Regions from separate parts of the Sus scrofa genome. Here region 1 is linked to region 2. The links are chromatin contacts, called in public HiChIP or PLAC-seq maps. All regions are on one chromosome and are shown on one strand. The core of a region is the stretch at or near the end of the contact, and the rest is flanking DNA. Distances in the headings are between cores, read along the strand shown. Region 1 holds the start of BORCS5 (a long non-coding RNA gene). Region 2 holds the start of APOLD1 (apolipoprotein L domain-containing protein 1).

Region 1 (6,558 bases), core at 2,979-5,478, 400 kb after region 2:
GGGGTAGGTCACACTGTGCCTCAGATTAGATTCCTGGCCCAAGGACTTCCATATGCCGTGAGTGAGGCCAATATATACATATCAAATGAACAATAAAATTCATGCTAAAAGCTAACTACATCCATATATGCCAATCAGGAGGGCTGATCAGACACACTCTCTCCTCTCAAACACAAATTCCCCCTCCTACAAAACAATTGCCAGGATTAATTACAAGTGTACGTGGTCATGGAGATTGTCTTTAGAGAGCTGAACTAGTCAACCCATAGTCCAGATCACAAACAGGAATGAAAATCTTTTTTGTGGAAATATGACAGGTAAGCCAACTTCAACATCATTCATTCATGCATTTACTCGGTCCCTACATTATAGCAGGGCTCTACTGCAATGCTAAGGATTCAACAGTACACAAAACACAGACAGTTCCTGCCATTAGGGAGCTCACATTCTAGCAGAGAAGTACAGACAATAAACAAATAAACTATGTAGTAGGTCAATGGTGATTATGAGCTCCAGAAAAACAGGGCAGAGAAAGGGGCTGCAATTCTAAATAGAGGAGTGAAGAAACACCTCATCAAGAAGACAGCATTTAAGGAAAGACTTAAAGGAGATGAGTAAGGCACAGGGATATCAGGATAGAGTAGTGGGGCTATGCACACCTTTCCAGCAAGTCCAGATAAAATAAAATGCAAACCCTTGAATAATTTCTATCCTCTTAAATTTGTTGAGGCTTGCTTTGTGTCCTAGTGTGTGGTCTATCCTAGAGAATGGTCCATGTGCACTTGAAAAGAATGTGTATTCTGGGGTTTTTTGGATGTAGTGTCCTGTAGATATCAATTAAGTCTATTCTATTGTCATTTGGGATCTCTGCTGCTGTAATGATTTTCTGTCTGGAAGACCTGTCCTATGATATCAGTAGGGTACTACTACATTAAATGTCTTATAATAACCTGTAATGGAAAAGAATCTGAAAAAGTATATATATATATACACACACACACATATAACCAAATCACTCTGCTGTACACCTGAAACATATTGCAAATCAACTATATTTCAATAATTTTTTTTAAAAAACGCAAGTTCTTACCTTTCAAAAGTGGCTGGAAGGTTGGAATCTCTTGCAACTTGATGACATCAGGATCATTGCTGACATTCCGTGAGGCCTGGGAGCCCTGAGCTACAACCACAATATCATCCATCTTGGCTCTATGCTTAGCTGGAGAAGGGGCCACTGAAAACAAAGTTACACTGCTCAGAAGTTGCCTGTTAGTTAGCTTCCTCTCCCTCACCAAAGCTGTCTTCACTGTAGTCATTAAAAAGACTATTTTTTTTTTATACATACACAAAAATGTTAACTGTAGTTATCCTGCAGTGAAGGCTGGGATATGGGAGATGAGTTATGGAGGACCTCTATTTTCTGAGATTGAAAAACCCTCAAACTTCACAGGAACACACGCCAACTATGAAATTGTTTTTATAACTGCAAGTATTTTATTATTCAATACACAAAAGAAAAAGCAGATTATTTTTAATTTTTGCTTTCCGCCTCCTGATGTTTGCCTCTATTTCACCAATGAGGAAACAGAGGTACAAAATTTAGCTGTGACTTGCTCAAGATCAACAGTGCTAGAAACAGAATTAAGAAAGGAACTGGAAGTTTATGAGTTGTTGGTATACATGGCCCATCCCTGTGGCACTTTGCAAAGCTGTGTAGCCATCACATCACAGCAAGCAAGCCCAGTATGTTGGATAGACAGTAATCACGGTTGGGGAGGGGGGGTTCTCAACCTTAGGTGATGGTACCACCCTCTTCACCCTTAAAGTCACAGGACAGAAATAACCAGTAGGTCCATTGCAGGCTGAGGCAAAATTCAGAATTTGGAGGACTGCTAGAGATGCAGGTAAATTTCAGGTCTCCAAGGAGAACGTAATCCATTTAGAGGGAGTGATGCAAACGATCAAGGGCTCCCTAGACCAAGAAATCCTCTTCTCCCAAATATCTTCCTGGTTGGGGCAAGAATAATCTTTATTGTTTTATACTCTAAAAGGTAGTATTTACAGGCTCACCATCATCATGTCTCAAAAGTTTATCCAGAGGAGTTTCTGTTGTGGCTCAGCAATAATGAACTCAACTGGTATCTATTAGGATGTAGGTTGGATCTCTAGCCTCGCTCAGTGGGTTAAGTATTCTGCGTTCCTGTAGCTGTGGTGCAGGCCAGCAGCTGCAGCTCTGATTCAGCCCCTAGCCTGGGAACTTCCATATGCCGAACATGCAGCCATAGAACTGCCCTGCCTCCTGGAGCCGAAAGTCTGTGTCTTGGCATTCACTGCATCTCAGCTACTTTCACTGCTCTTCAAGAAATCTCTCTTACCCTCTTTTGCTAATTCACCTAATGTTTTACAAATCCCAGGCCAGAAATCTTTCCTGCTACAAAGTAATTGCTCCTTCCCTAGACCCCATACAAAAACAGATTTTGCTAGATTCTAGTTAGCCTCTACTACTCATCTGAAAATGGGGCTACTGCAAGGATTAAAGAGGAACACATGTGAAGCACTAAGCACAGGGGAACAGGCAAGTTGCAACCTATGCTATTGGGTAATACCAATTAGTGCAATCTAGTACTATTTAGAGCTCAGGCTGTTGGTTAGTAGGTGAGCAATCCTATTAAAAAGATGCCACACTTCTTCCCAAAGAATGTTTCTGGCCTGACACAGAGGCAAGAAAGTAAGAGGTAACATCTATTTCTGTGTTTGTTATAACAGATACTACATTCTGGGTCTTCCAAAAAAAAAAAAAAATAGCAAAGCTAGTACATGCTGCACACCATAAAAAACTGTCTAATCTAGCTCCCGGAATGGTCTGAACTAGAAGGGCAGCTTTCAGTGTGGAATCCCCTGATCTGTTAGCGTCTATATTTCTGAAGTACAGATCCTACCAAGAACAGAGCAGTTCTATGACCAGAGCTCTTTTTAGGCTCCAGATATAAGCCAATTTGGATTAACAACTCTTATCCAGGGCAACTCCAGTGGTCCCAGGGTTTGGCAGGTAACAAAGAGGAGCAAATGATTCTCAGTTAGCAAAGCATCACCTGTTTTATTTACTGACTGCTCATTGTATTACAGGAACAGTAAGCTCCCGTTCCTATATCAAACTCGGAGAGAAATCTAAAAAATATGGATGAGTGAAGAATAAGAAAAACATCAGAACCTGCCTTCCCAAACAACTTCTATATTAAAAAAGGAGCCGAGAAATCTTCCGATTGGTTGCAGTTCCTGGGCACCAAAACCAAGGCACCAAAACCAAGGCTGCAAAACACCTGTCACACATCCCTCTGAAAAGGAATCTCTGGGACCCACTTCTAAGAAGGAATCTGTTCTTTGAGGTCTTGTCTGTGAACCATACACTGTGCGACCAAACCTCACTGTCAGGCATCAATACTAAAGCCAGATATTATTTAGGTCCTCTTTCAAAGCGTAGGCTACACTGAGAGAAACACAGCTGTTTTGAAAATTAATGGGCACGGGCGGCCACCTGGCTCAGCTTGCAATCACAGGCACTCACTACCATTGGGAGAATCAAAGCCAGGCCAGATGGTTACTTTTTTTTTTTTTTTTTTTTTTTTTTTTTTTTTTAAGGAAAAAAACACGGTGAGAGCTTTCTGTGCGTTCCTGTCACCCGTCCCAGTCCCCACCAGGCTGGGAGGTAGCCCGCTCCGCAAGCAGGCAGGACTGGCTGGAGGAGAGGGGAAGTTAGGACACCGACCTGAGGAGTTCAGATCGTTGGGTCGGCTCTCGGCCTCGGAGCTCTGCTCACTGCCCATGGTTGCCGGCAGCGGTGGCAGCGGAGGAACGGTGGAACGGGCGGTGACCGCTCCGGCGGCGGGGCGACAGGGCAGGGGCCAGGGACCTAGATGAGAAAGCTACACGGGCTGCGGTGTGGGGATGGCGCGCCCAACCCAACGAGTGGCGCGGGCGGCAGGGGACAGGAGGCCCTACTTGGGGAACTGACTGCAAGGATACGTGGCTGGGCTACACGCCCCTCGCCGCCTTCTTTGGGGAAACCCAAGACCAAAAGGCAGGGGAACGCCCGGCACCAGCCGCGCCCGCGGCCGGCGGGCGGCGCCGCTTTCACTCACTCGCTTGCTCAGACGCCGCAGCTCGCTCCTTCCGGGACGCCAATTGGCCGCGCCGGCTGCGGCGGCCGTCAGTTCCGGGTTAGAGGGCCCCCGCCCCGGCCCGAGGGAGGGCGGGGAGACTCGCGCGGAAGACTCCCGCGGCGCAGCCTTAAAGGGCCCAACCTCCTCAAAGACAGAACCGCCCCGCAGGGTGCAGCGTTTCCTGTTGTAATATTGCACATCACCTTTAAGCATTATTCACACACTAGGCACTTTACTCCTATTTTTAGAACTTTACATAATAGGTTTGGGGGGAGTTTGTTTTTGTGTGTGTATTTTGGGCATTTATTGTTTTCCGTTTTAACTGAGATATAAGTGACATATAGCATTATATTAGTTTCAGGTGTACAATGTAATGGCTCCGTATTCGTATGTGTTGTGAAATCTTAAATCTTGTTTTACAAATGGCAAAATAGAGGTGTTAGACTTAGGGTTGGAACCCATAGCTGTCTGAATGCAAAGTTCCTGTTTCAGTTCCAAAAGGTGGAAGTTTGGCAGTAGACAACCGTGCAAAAAAAAAAAAAAATACTTGATGGTAAAGGACGGAGTTGAAAATGAGAGCAAAATGAATAGAAAATGCTGACTCGTTTGTTAGATGTTTATGCATCTTCAAAGGAAAGTGGATGCCCCAAGTCTCGTCACTTTCTGGGGAGCTTGACAATTATCACAGGGCATTCTGAAACTAGCAAAGGCGGAAAAGAAGTATGGGTAACGCAAAACAGAAACTGCCAACTTTCTCGCATCGTGTACGAAGACTTAACAATGTATTCCCATCAAGGAGTTGAGCGGTTCTGGGATTCTCAGAACTTTGCAACTCATATTGTTTGTTTTACGAAATTTCAAGCGAATACCCTGAGATTATATATACATAAACGTCTTATGCATATCATCAGAAAGAGTGTCAAATTGATGAAATGATTAAATCCCTTCTATTCTGCAGTATCACAAACATTTCACCTGCTTTAACTCATTTAATTTTCCCAATAACCCTGATGACCATAAGCAGGTAATTTCCTCATGGTCACTAGGTAGTATGTGGTGAAACTAGGATTTGGGATTCTCTGGTTATAAATCTCATGCTCTTTCCTCTGCTCCCCATCACAGTACTGTCCTCCCTGGGTATCCTCTGGGGGATTGGTTCCAGGACCCCCTGCCTCTGGAGGATACCAAAATCCATGGATATTCAAGTTCCTTACAGCTGGCCCCTCTAAATCTGCAAGGAAGAAATCTTGGGTATGGAGGGCCCACTGTACCATGAGAAAAATTCAAGTGAACATAAATTCAGTATTTGGTGAGAATGTGAAGATAGAACTAAAAACTGCCTGAGAGATCAAAAGAGTTTCCTAAGAGGTGATGTTTGACTATAGTCTTGAAGTTTACATAAACCACCAGACTTATGGAACTGGGAAAGGCCCGCTAAGTAATGTGTCCATTCCCTCTTGCAAAGCCCTTGGTTCTTCTCTCAGATATTTGGGGAGGATGAGCGAGAAGGCAAAGAAGGGAAAGTAAGTCATAGTCTGACTCTTGTTCCCTCTCCCACACCAATATTTAATTGTGTTCTATACCCTAATCCATACTGATGTGATGGTGATTTTTATGCTTCCCTTTGGATAAATGTTTCATTCTAGAAGGGATCCATCAATTGATGAATGGATAAATATATCATCCCAGGAGTTCCTGCTGTGGCCGAACAGCATCAGTGGTGTCTCAAGAGCACTGGCATGCAGGTTCAATCCCCAGTTCAGCACAGCGGGTTAAAGATCTGGCATTGCCACAGCTGCAGCGTAGTTCACAGCTGTGCCTCGGATCTGATGCCTGGTTCAGGACTCTTTATGCTGTGGGGTGGCCAAAAGGAGAAAAAAAAAAATATATGTGTATCCCATTCTCTACTGGCCAGCAAGGTATCTGCAAAGAAATCCACTGATAACCTATGTATAAGAAAATTGTTTTCTCTTGAAGCTTGTAAAATTCACTCTTTGTTTTGATTTTAGGCAACTTATTGGGCTTGGAAAATAATGTTTTGGTTTTGAAATTTTCGGATGACCTATAAGCTTCATGAACTTGTATGTTCAAATCTCTCCCCAGGTTTGGGAAGTTCTCAGTTATAATTTCTTTAAGTCAGCTTTCTACCCCATCTTCTGCTTTTCTCCTTCTGAGAATCCAACATGGCAGGGCAGGAGGTGGGGGTGGGAGGTGCTGGTTGTTGGTGTGCTCTCTGTGGCTTCACAGTCTCTGCCAGGCAGGTGCACTGTGATGGAGGCCAGTGGCAGGCATCAAGTTTACAGCTGGAGGGGTAGCCCAGATTGAGCACAGGGTAGTGGAGGTCAACCACAGGGGTCCAGACTGGCATCTTGCATTCATGCAACCACAGAGTCCTGGG
Region 2 (6,416 bases), core at 68-2,567:
CTCAAGAACAGTTTTTCTCATGCACTGCATTCAGCTCCTAAACCAACTTGGTGTTTTCCTGAGGGAGCTGCAAATCTGGAGCATCCCATGGGGATGGTTTCTGGCCTCGGCCATTAAGGGGAAAAGACGTTCTCAGAGAAACAGTCCTGCGGGCTGGTCAGCAGAGATCTTGAGGTCGTGGCCACGGCTGCTCTTCGTGCAGAGCTGGGCTCTGGACTCCAGCTGCTCGCTGAGCTCATCCAGAGCCCCGGTGCAGGACTCCAGGCTCTCGGCCAGTTTCTGAATCTTGGCCTTCAGCACGGCCTGGCTAACCTTGGTGGCCCCTTCGGCCCTCCTGGGGATGAGGAAGCCTCGGGAGCCGAAGAAGATGATGAAGTAGACAGAGTTGTACAGCGCGATGGAGGCGTTCCTCCCGCACTGCAGCAGCTGGCGATCCCGGCGGTCCTGCCCGCGGCAAAAGAAGTCCAGGCAGCTCAAAAGCTCGCGCATCTGGTCCTGACAGGTGGCCACGATCTCCTGCACCCGCCGCAGCTCCCGGGAGTTGCAGAAAATCAGGGACAGATCGGACGTGATGGTGACTACCCCTCCGGCGGTGGCCACTCCCAGTCCCACGGCCGACGCCAGCAACGAGACCCCCAGGGTCACCGGGCTGAGCGAGAGCCCCACGATGGCGGCCACCGCGCCGGCCGCGCTCAGTGCGCTGCCAGTCACGTTGGCCGCCAGGGAGCGCCGGCGGAGGCGCTCGAGACGCCGGGCCACTTCGCGCAGGCTCAGCAGCTGGCCATGCAGCCGGCCGCGGCGGTCCAGCAGCAGCCCTGGAATCGGCGCAGCGCATCCGCACCCTGCAGCTCTCGGGCCACTGGCCCCTCCATGCCCTGCGGGGACACGACACGTGATTAGCCCGAAGTCAAGCACAGCAGCTACGCAAAGAGAAATGGGTCATTTTCCAGGGAGTCATGTTCCAAGTTCTCAAAGACCCGTTCTGTCTTCTAGGACAAGTCCCCTAAATCCTCAGGAACTTAAATCCGCGTAGATCAATAGGAATGTTGCTACTGTCCACTTTTCTCCCAGGGAACGCCGAGGATGGACTTAATATATTATCTGTTAAATAAGGGAGCGGTGATAGTACAAGTCTACTGCAATACTGAGGCCTCTTCTCTGAAAGGTGACACTTGAAAGCAGTAGGTTGCACTGTTAAAAAGTTCTTTCCTGGAGTTCCCGTCGTGGCCCAGTGGTTAACGAATCCGACTAGGAACCATGAAGGTGCAGGTTCGGTCCCTGCCTTGCTCAGTGGGTTAACGATCAGGCGTTGCTGTGAGCTGTGGTGTAGGTTGCAGGCGTGGATCCTGCGTTGCTGTGGCTTGGGGTAGGCCTGTGGCTGCAACTCTGATTCGACCCCTAGCCTGGGAACCTCCATATGCCGCAGGAGCGGCCCAAAGAAATAGCAAAAAAAGACAAAAAAAAAAAAAAATTCTTTCCTTACATGAAGACTTGGATCCTAAAAGTTTTGCAATGCAATTTTTTTTCCCTCTCAGAGGAGTGAAAAAGACAAGTCACCAAAAAAACTCAAAAAATCATATTGTCCGGAGTTCCCTTTGTGGCACAGCAGAAACGAATCCAACTAGGAAAAATGAGGTTGTGCAATCAATCTCTGGCCTCGGCCAGTGGGTTAAGGATCTGGCATTGCTGTGAGCTGTGGTGTAGTTGGCAGACGCAGGTGGGATCTGGTGTTGCCATGGCTGTGGCATAGGCTGTGGGTTACAGCTCCGATTAGAGCACTGGCCTGGGAACCCTCCATGTGCCGCTGGGTGAAGCCCTAAAAAGCCAAAAAAAAAAAAAAAATCATATTGTCTATCAAATGTAGGAAACTAATCTTTCTAAGTTAGATGCTTGCCTGAAGCAACTCTTCTGCTTGTTATTTTTCCCGGCTCTTATCTTAGAATCCTGCTCTTATCTTAGAATCAAGCCTAGGATGTGTTTTGCACTGTGTCTTCTAAGTAGAGCTCATCAGGTCTTCAGAAATCTCACCCTATGATGAGTCTTAATTAAAACTAAATGACATTAAATTAATTCTGCTATGTCCCTTTATTGTGAAAGCTTCCCTCAAAAATGAGTAACAGTTCAAAATCTTAAAAAGTGGCCAAATTATTTGTTTAACACCTCACTGAGGACTATCCATACCAAGTTAAATTGAAGCCAACTGAAGATGACTAACAGAGAGCACTGTACATCCTGGGTAAAAGTACATCCTTCCTAGTTGCCAAAAATTCCCCCCTTCATATCCACTCTACTCATTATCAGAAACTTCTTTAAAGTAGCAAAGAAGCCATAGAAATAGAACACTTCACTACTGTGAGACATCAGGGCAGAAATCATTATTCTCATCTGGAGGATGAGGAAATTGAAACACAGACATGTTGTAGATGCAGCTGATTCTTCACAGAGCCCAGTCTAGAATCTAGATCTCCTGACTCCTAGATCTTAACTTTATATGCATGCCTCCATAATTCCACCTGCCACTGACAAATTTCCTGATAAAGACACCTCTTAGCAAAATGAAACAAATTACTTAAAAAATATACCTAGACCAAGGATATAGCCCCAATATTACAAGTCCTATGGCTATTTTTCAGACAGTCTCCCTCTGGCCTCCCCCACTTACCATTCACTTCTGGCTGTCTCCAGGAAAGAAAAATCTGAGGCTGTTTCTGGATGAGCATGCTTTATAGTTCCAGAGAACCAATGACTGCCCTGGGAAAACCTTGTCTCATTTTGAGAATTTGCCATTTCCTGTCCTGGCCCCTGCTGCCTTCATCCAGAAGGATGTGACATGGTGGAAAATGACCACCAGCCTCGCAGCACATCCCGTATTTAGGAAATGAACATTGTGTGTTCGCTTTCCCCCAAACGCAGGAAAAGAACCACAGGCTCTTCCCCAACTTGAAACAAGTGTTGTCATTGTCCCAGGGGGCATACCCTGCCTTTCCTCTCCTGAGAATAGCTAATGACGTTATCTGGGAGGACATCAAATGCACCCCAGGCTGACCAATTACAGGTTTTCTTGAGAGGCCACCATGACAAAGTCACTTTTGAAAAAGAAAAAGGAGGGAGGGGACCCTCTTATGTCTGATAGAGCCATTCATAATCCACTCGTGTATGTTAAAAAGCACCGTGAATCTGTGTGCGTTTAAAACACTCCCAGCGCAGAGGGAGAATGCAAGGCCACGCCCACAGGAAGTGCTGCGTGCAGTTCGGGGCATCTCCAGCTGGGCAGAAGGCATTGGAGGTCTCAGAAAGGGCGCACTTCAGGCCAAATGCGTCAGAAAAATCAGTGGGGTCAGGCTACACAAGGAGGTAATTATACACTTTTCAACAGCAGCGGGGATTCAGCTTCCTGGGTTTTCCTCTGAAGCAGCAATTGTAACCCAGGCAACAGTTATATGCATGCGTTCTACCCCACGTTAGTGAAGCATGGGCTGCAGAACAATTTTCTGGATAATTCAGGAGAAGAAAATGAGGATAGCATCCACGAATGTTTCCTGGGACATGCAGAGAGGTGGCGGCGGGTCAGCCTGGAAACTTCCTACCACGGAGGTCCAGATAGATTATCCATCTTCTCACACTCTCACCTTCCAGTAAGGAAGGCCAAAGTGGATGTTCACTTAAGTAGTTATTTTCTCAACTCAGGTTCATCTGGAAAGGCTTGGCAGCTCGATCTTTCGAGAACACAGTTAAATCCCCCACTCTATAGCTAGGCATTCTATTGATCCACACAAAGCCCTTTGCCGCTCATCACTATCATGGTCCTTGTGAACTTGATCTTCTTTCTGAATTTGATCCATGCCAAATATTTTGTTTACAGCTCCTCAAAGGATAAACATAACCCTTAGTCAGATGCCTTCAGTGTCTACCTGCGCTTTGGAGGTAAGAAGTAGGAAAATGTCTTTCTCTGACCCGTAGACATAATCACTCCAAATGGGATATAAGGTAGAGTGAATTGGGGTAGGGGGCAAGGAGTGAGACGATGTACCCCGGTTCTCCAGTTCCCATTTGCTCCTGCCACTTCCATGGACATTTACTTGTGTGTTTTCGGTTTAGATGAACACAAATCTTTATTTTGCTGGGACATGAGAGGGTCATCATCTCCAGAGCATCAGTAATCACAGCACAGAACTGGATGAAGAGGAGAAGGTGCAGGAGAATGGACAGCATGTATACTGACCTCAGCCCACATCCTGGAATTTGTTTTTGTCTCTTGTAAAACCCATTTTCTTCAGATTTGTGGGTGGGTTTTGGCCCAAACCGCAGCATATGAAGTTCCCGGGCCAGGGATCAAACTCGAGCCACAGTTGTGGCCTGTGCCACAGCTGCAGCAACGCCAGATCTTTAATTCTCTGTGCCACATGGGAACTTCCAGGTTTATGGGTTTTAGAAGCAAAAAGAATTCAGTCTTTTGACAATTTGGGCTTGTTGAAGTTTTACTGTCCGTAAAAACCTGGTACTTCACATCATTTATAAGAACAGACACTTGGCCATCAATAGATGAATGGATAAAGAGATGTGTGTGTGTGTGTGGTGTGTGTGTGTGTATCTATATACATGTATGTGTAGTATGTATATACAACATATATACAATATGTGTGTGTACTATATATGTGTATATATATACTATTTATGTGTGTATATACTATATAAACATACACACAGGAATATTAGCCATAAAAAGAATGAAATATTGCCATTTGTTACAACATGGATGAACCTAGAAGGTATTTTCCTAAGTGAAATAAGCCAGAGGAAGACAAATATTAAATGACATCACTTAACATGTAGAACCTAAAAAATAATACAAATGAACTCATTTACAAAACGGAAATAGACATAGGAAACAAACTTATGGTTACCAAAGGGGAAAAGAGAGAAGGGATAAATTGGGAGTATAGGATTAACATAGATACCACTATATATAAAATAAACAGGAGTTCCCGTCATGATGCAGTGGAAACGAATCTGAAAAAGAACCATGAGGTTGTGGGTTCAATCAATGGCCTCGCTAAGTGGGTTAAGGATCCAGCATTGCTGTGAGCTGTGGTGTAGGCTGGCAGCTACAGCTCAGATGGGACCCCTAGCCTGGGAACCTCCACATACCGCAGGTGTGACCCTAAAAATAAAGAAATAAACAACAAGGATTTATTATATAGCGCAGGGATCTTGTAATAACCTATAGTGGAAAAGAATCAGAAAATATGAGTGTGGATGTGTGTATAACCGATCACTTTGCTGTACACCTGAAACTAACACAATATTGTAAATCAACTATAATTTTCTTAAAAAGGAGAGTTAAAAGAAAAAAAAGGGACACTTGGATGTAATGTTTTTGACTCATATATTTACTTTTAAATTTTTATTTTTGTTATTGAAGTATCGTTGGTTAGCATTTATTTACTTTTATATATTTAAGCACAGTAAGAAATTTGAGGAATAATTGGAAGTATTTTTGTCCAAAGTGTTATACAGACAGTCCCCCCAACCCAAATCTGTGGACTGAAGCCTAACTTCTTTTCTAGATTATTTTTTGGAGACTTATAACACATCACCCCAGAGAGGCTACATTGAAAATGATGTTTGAGGACTTCCCATCATGGCTCAGTGGTTAACGAATCCGACTAGGAACCATGAGGTTGCGGATTCAATCCCTGGCCTTGCTCTGTGGGTTAAGGATCCGGCATTGCTGTGAGCTGTGGTGTAGGTTGCAGATGCGACTTAGATCTCCAGCTGCTGTGGCTGTGGGGTAGGCTGGCGGCTACAGCTCCGATTTGACCCCTAGCCTGCGAACCTCCATATGCTGTGAGTGTGGTCATAGAAAAGACAAAAAAAGAAGAAAAGAAAAGAAAATGATGTTTGACCCTCAGGTTAGCCTTCAGATTTATTAAACCTGATGCAGCTAAACCACACTATTAACAGTATTAGCTTGATTTCTGAGTCCTGTAACCGTAAAGAAATACAGTACAGGAAAGAGGAGAGGAAGAAAGCTTTTTAAGAATCTCCGGGAGTTCCCACTGTGGCTCATTGGGTTATGAACCTGACTAGTATCCATGAGGATTCAGGTTCAATCCCTGGCCCCGATCAGTGGGTTAAGGATCCGGCATTGCCGTGAGCTGTGGAGTAGGCCGGCAGCTGCAGCTCCAATTTGACCCCTAGCCTGGGAACTTCCTTATGCCACAAGTGTGTCCCTAAAAAGCAAAAAACAGAAAAAGCACGGCAATCTCCAGACTTTAGCCCTGGAAGCCTAGGTCAGGTCTGGAAAAACATAGGTGATTCTGACCTGCACCAAGAACTGTGAACCATTGCTATAGAAGCTGTGAATTTTCTGACCACTGATTGATTACATGGCAGCAGAAACAGTTTGGCTAGTA

The links. HiChIP or PLAC-seq counts read pairs in DNA pulled down with a chosen protein or histone mark.
Region 1: an H3K27ac HiChIP or PLAC-seq map of alveolar macrophages shows a contact between it and region 2. The contact joins the promoter of BORCS5 here to the promoter of APOLD1 in region 2. A contact is called at or near these places in 1 of 5 promoter capture datasets (fetal liver) and 2 of 2 datasets of contacts at active chromatin or transcription factors (alveolar macrophages and skeletal muscle).

What each region holds. Positions count from the first base shown.
Region 1 is chr5:60,068,748-60,075,305 of Sscrofa11.1, forward strand. It overlaps BORCS5 (a long non-coding RNA gene), which reads right to left and starts at 4,229. Exons shown (of 4, transcript XR_002344101.1): 1 at 3,767-4,229; 2 at 1,091-1,234.
Region 2 is chr5:59,670,704-59,677,119 of Sscrofa11.1, forward strand. APOLD1 (apolipoprotein L domain-containing protein 1) reads right to left here and starts at 1,318. Exons shown (of 2, transcript XM_021092329.1): 1 at 815-1,318; 2 at 1-812. The coding sequence starts at 872. The coding sequence ends at 133.